Regions from separate parts of the Capra hircus genome. Here region 1 is linked to region 2. Evidence: chromatin contacts called from public Hi-C data. All regions are on one chromosome and are shown on one strand. The core of a region is the stretch at or near the end of the contact, and the rest is flanking DNA. Distances in the headings are between cores, read along the strand shown. Region 1 has its middle 79 kb from the start of CHD2. Region 2 holds the start of CHD2 (chromodomain-helicase-DNA-binding protein 2).

Evidence for each region. Hi-C and Micro-C count contacts between places; a contact is called where the count stands out from the background.
Region 1: a contact with region 2 is called in a Hi-C map of blood, with 6 times the contacts expected there. The contact joins the enhancer-like site here to the promoter of CHD2 in region 2. A contact is called at or near these places in 3 of 5 Hi-C or Micro-C datasets (blood and liver).

Annotation. Positions count from the first base shown.
Region 1 is chr21:13,496,693-13,499,392 of ARS1.2, reverse strand. No RefSeq gene overlaps it. Among named protein-coding and RNA genes, the nearest start is that of CHD2, 79 kb to the right of the region's middle. Within about 2 kb of position 1,317, at least 5 of the 5 cell types and tissues checked have an H3K27ac peak or open chromatin away from gene starts, as enhancers often do.
Region 2 is chr21:13,417,410-13,420,109 of ARS1.2, reverse strand. It overlaps CHD2 (chromodomain-helicase-DNA-binding protein 2), which reads left to right and starts at 1,358. Exons shown (of 39, transcript XM_018065977.1): 1 at 1,358-1,976; 2 at 2,318-2,450. The coding sequence starts at 2,389.

The DNA of each region.
Region 1 (2,700 bases), core at 68-2,567, 79 kb before region 2:
CGGGAGCACCGGAATCGGGGCGCCCTAGCCCGCACGTGGCTCCCCATCCCGCGTCCGGGAACCCGCGGGGCGGTGCACGCGCTCGGGGCGGACCCCGCTGGGACTCTGCGCCGACGGAGGGCAGAAGCCGCTTCGGAAAAGCGAGGTGGGAGGTTCCGGTTTCAAAGTCCTGAAACACAAGACACCGCGTGCCAAAACCTCGTGGCTGCGGCCGCACCAGCTTACAGTTTAAACTGCGTGTAAAGATGCCCGGGACCCACGCGAAAGCCCCTGGGGGACGGGCCCGCCCCGGGCGGGGTGCATCGGGAGCCCTGCCCCCGGGACGCGCCGCGGCGCACATACGTGCGACGGGCCGGGAAGGGAATGGCGAGGGCCGGGTCGGGCGGGGCGGCACGGCGCGGCGCGCAACCGGCCGCCAGGGGGCAGCCGCGCGTCTGCGGGCCGCGGCCGGCTGGAACCGGTCTGGCCGGAAGTTGGGGCGGTGCCTCGGCTTCCGCTGAGAGAAAGTGCCACGTGGCCGGCCGGGAGGGAGGCAAACAGCAAGATGGCGGCGGCAGGGGGCGGGGTCCGTTGGGATCCCCTGAGACCACGGGTCCCGTAAAGGGCGGCGTTCGCGGGGTGGGGTGGGCGAAGTGGTGCCCGGTCCCTCTATTCGAGCGTCTGAGGTCGCCCGACCGGACGTAGACGGGGGCGTGGGCCCAGCGCACACTCTGCGCCAGCTCGACCAGAGTCACCGCCGCGCGTTCTCATGAGCCCGCCGGCCAGCTTATCATTCGCGGCCCGTTTCCATTTGTCCCCTCGTTTGTCGCTCCCTGCCAACAAGGACGGCAGAAACGCCTTTCTCCGGGCGTTTTCGTCCTCTGATTAAGTGCGGCACATCGAGCCAGGGAGTCCTAGTTGAGTGAAAACGCCTTCTCTTTGCTACCATTTTCGGTTACCGTTTCCTGCCTTTGTTCAGAGGCTTAGCACTGCTTCCCTTCTGATGGAGGCAAAAAAAAAAAAAAAAGACCCTAGATAATCTGGACTTTTAAGTAGATTCCCGACCCTGTCCAGTCGTGGTGGGAGTTTGACTTGTACACACAGGAGCTGTTCTGGGATCGCCAGTGTGTGGCAGAGTTCGAAGTTCTGTTACATGTCACCTTGTACGTGTTTTCAGAAATAAAAAATGTAGGTGTGGATGGTTGCAAATTACACGGTGCAGGAAATAAAGCAAAATCAACGAGCATTGGGTGGCCTTTCCATAAAGGCCCGCAGTTTCCCCTTAGTTGTCCAAGGATCTAGAAATGGAATACGGAGTCTTTCTACCTCTGCCTGGCCAACGGTCCGACTCCGTTTTCTTTCTTCATCCAGTTTCGTTTTACTTGAGTTTGACGCAGCAGACCAAGTGTGGGTAAAAATAGTTAACACTGCCATTCGGCTTGTGGTGGTATATTTAGAATAAAGGAGAGACGTCAGTCCTTGTTTTTGAAATAAATCTCGTTTTTGAGAGTTAAGGTTCAGATTCTTGCTAATTTATGAGACTGTCGACAAGTTGAAAGGAAGCGACTGTTTTTGTTTTTAAATAATGGAACTCGCCTCCCAAAGGTTTGGGAGTTCAAAGAAAATTTTCTGAATGTAAAAAGGGCCCTGGTACACTGACAAAGCAGAAGGACACTAATTTCTCTATGAAGATGCCCTCACAGTTTCCTCAGTCTGGTGGGGATTTAAAAACTTGGGCTGTGATCAAAACTGCGTTGCTGTTACCTGATAGACTAGAAACAGTATAATGGGGTCGGGCGGGGAAACGGGTGGGGGGGATTAAAAAAACAGCTTAGTGTATTTTAAGGCTTAAATGCGGATTTCGTTTGTTTTTTAAACCCAGAGATTTGAGAGAATCTCCCTTCACCCACTCCTGTTTTGTAACCGCGCCTTCAGAGATGTCACTTCGGCCTTGTCCAGCACTTGGCAGAAGGGGCTGGAAGAAGTTTTTAAAGGATCTTTTTACCTGGAGGGGTTAGAACCGTCCCTTCCCTGAGCCTGGGAAAAGAATGCAAATTCTTCCGAGCAAATCCTTCCTTTGTTCAACTAAAGGAGGCTGCCTCCTCTTTCTCCTTTTGTAGTTACAGACACAAACTTGGGCAACTTTTTCTGCAAATGCCCCTGTTACTCAGGAGCACAAGAATTTGCATCCTCGGGCCTTCAGTTGTTTGCCTCCAGAATTTCACTAGCACTGCCTTCCTGTTAAAAGGAGAAAATGTATTTTAAAGTTTTAAATATTTCATAATAGCAAATTTGATTTTTTTTTAAAGGAAATTAAAAGAACCTGTAGCCTAGCAATTCAGAGATAACTTGTTCTTGTAGACACGGAAGTTTGTTTGGGGGGATTATATTTGTACACCTTGGTACCTTCTTCACTTGACTTTTTCAGATACGTTTTTAGTTTATATTACTTAAATTATGTTTGACACAATATAAATAATACAGACGAAGACAAAGAAAAAATCACTCAGAATGCCAATATCAAGGAAGAACCACTATTAAACAGCTTGTCTTTACTTGTCCTAAAAGAGCACTACACCTAGTTTGTAACTGATGTTTTGCATTTTGTCACTCAGTCGTGTCAGACTCTTTTCAACCCTGTGGACTGTAGCCCTCCAGGCTTCTCTGTCCCTGGGATTCTCCAGGCAAAAACACTGGAGTGGGTAGCCATTAGCCACTTGT
Region 2 (2,700 bases), core at 109-2,608:
AAAATTATTTTCAGTTACTATCATGGAATGTGGCAGACTTGGATGAATGAGTTTTTGATTATATTTTCCCATTATATAGAGAACAAATGATAGTTCAGCTTTTGTTTTGGTGAGAAAATGTTAATCACACCATGTTTGTAATTAATGTCAAATACCAGGATACACAAGTCAGTGATCAATAGAAATGTTGTATTCATTCTCATTGGCTGATTTGAGTTGGTTGGTTTATATAAATCAAAAGTGGAATTTTGGATTTTGATTTTGGTACAAAATTATCTTTTGTAGAAACTGTGGAATTGAGACTGGGTTTTGGTTATGGATTTTACATTTACCCGGGTGCAAATTATTGCTTTTGTTGAGTATAAATCTAAAGTTGGCTTCTCAGTGAGGGAAGGGTGGTGTTCTGGCAGATAACGCTGAATAGGAAAGTTGATTATTTTTGTATGTGTGAATGTTTTCTTGGGGTGCTTGTTGAGAAAGTTGAATAATTTGGTTTTGGCATTAGTGATTTTGTTTCTGTAGATGTCATGGTTTTGATATGTAGGAGAGCTTGCCCTGTGATATTACTTTGGTAACTTTTCCATCAGATATGACAGATTGTTACTAGTTTATCATTGTTGAAATGGGCATATACTTAGAATTTGATTTGGAATACAAGGGGATGGTTGAAATACATGTGTCGGTTTTGGAGGTGGAGTTTCTTGGGTTTGTTTTTTCATTGGTAGTTTCATGCTCTTGAATTTAATGACATTGTTTTTGCCTGAATCAGTATGGTATGAGAATTTTTGGGGTATGGTTTTGGCAAGGTTGTATAATGGGTTAAAGAATCTTGTGAAAATACAAAGAAAAGTTGAGATTTTTGAATAAAAACTAGTTGCGTTAATTTTTGCCCTAATGCAACTGAACACTAGGGAGGCGCTCTTGTGCCCCTTCCTTTCAGATGGGATGGAAAATTCCCCCTTAAATTTAATCCTGAGATAATTTTTAGGCTTCATAAGGAAGGCAAAACTTGAATTTTAATTTATGAAATTGAGGTTTTGCTTTTATTTAGAAACCATTTTACCATGGTGGGGGTAGTTTTTAAAAAGATTAGTACTTAAGCTGAGCTTTATATTCTCCTAAGAATTATCCCTTTTTCAAAATGGCTTGATAAAACACCACTTCCTGTCCAGAGAGGAAGTTATTTTAGCTCAAGGACTGAAATATTTAGCAGATCTTTAGACAAAAGGAACAAATTACATTTCTCTCTGGCTTAAAAAGGGTGTTTGAGCCAGAGGGGGTTAAGAAACCCTCCCCCCTCCGCCTGATGGGGTGGTCTGGAGGGGCAGGGAGGGGTGGGGGTAGGGGTCCTTAGGCTCCCTGGGATGGAGGATCTTTTTTTTTTTTTTTTTTTGGTGGAGATGAAGGGGTGGGTCTATGGTACATCACCTGAGTTGTGGGGTAAATGTAGAGAGTGTCAATCAAAGGCAGAGCTCAGAGCTGGGAAGGAGGCTCTAGATGGCGGCTGTGCCTTAGAGAGAGCGCGCTCAGCTCCCTGCCTTCGCCTCACTTTACGCAACTTTCCCTAACTTTCGGGCAGCCTCAGGGGGCCCCCGCAGCCCCCTGCCTCTCCTAGTGACTTACTGGGGTCGATTCGAACCTGTTTTAGGGAGAAAAGCAGCTTTTGGGAGCTTTCTTTTCGTGCCTTGTTGGAAAGAAGCAGCCGTACTGAGAGCCCAGGTCGTTGTTTTTTCCAGCTTAGAAGCCATGGCGCACCTCCATTTTTGTGCGCTCTCCTAATGAGGTTTTTTTTCTTCCGGACCCGTTTCAGGATTAATTGTTGCTTTATTTTTTTGAACAGTTAACATATTTGAGGATTATATTATTTATTTTTTGCTTTTTAACGGAGAATTTCGTTTTTATTTTTAATTATTTGGGATCTGATATTTTTCTACTACTAGATAGGACTCTTGCTTTGGACCTACTACATGGATCAGGTAAGTTCACGATCATTAGTGGTAATTTAAAAGATTTACATGTTTAAGTTTGCTCTATTTTCTGTAAATATGTGAAATTCCTGGATGACGCAATAAGATACAGAGATTGTTATTTGTATCCAGTGTGTTACTTTGAGAAACTTTCCTTATTGATAGTGATGATTCCCTCTGTTCGGTTTATCATGTTTTTTCTTTTTTAAAGGAAAAAATAGAAATACTTTGTTTTTTGGTGCTTACCGCCGTTGTGTTATAACAATATCGTTACATAGTCAGGACTTTGTTCCTGATAATAAAGCCATCGATAGAAGCTGGGACCTTACCTTTCTTTCAACTTTTGACAGTAAATACCTGGGCACAGGACTTCAAAGCAAACACAGATTCCCCCTCCCCCTTAATATTTAAGACTTAAAAGATGATGAGAAATAAGGACAAAAGCCAAGAGGAGGACAGTTCGCTACACAGCAATGCATCGAGGTATGAGCTATCAACTTTCTTCCTTTTTTCTTTTTTTTGGGGAAACCTCAGCTTACATTGTTTACCTTGACAGACAAGGATAGCTGTCTGTTTTATTTTAAGTATTTTACTAATTTGAGTTCGTTTTTTAAAGCGTGACCTTGAGATTGCTAATATGCCACACCCTAATTTTTTGGTAGCAATTTATGAAAGTTAAGTTGTGACTTAAGGCCTCTTACAGCAGTCAAAAGGTAAGGTACCTTTATTCAAG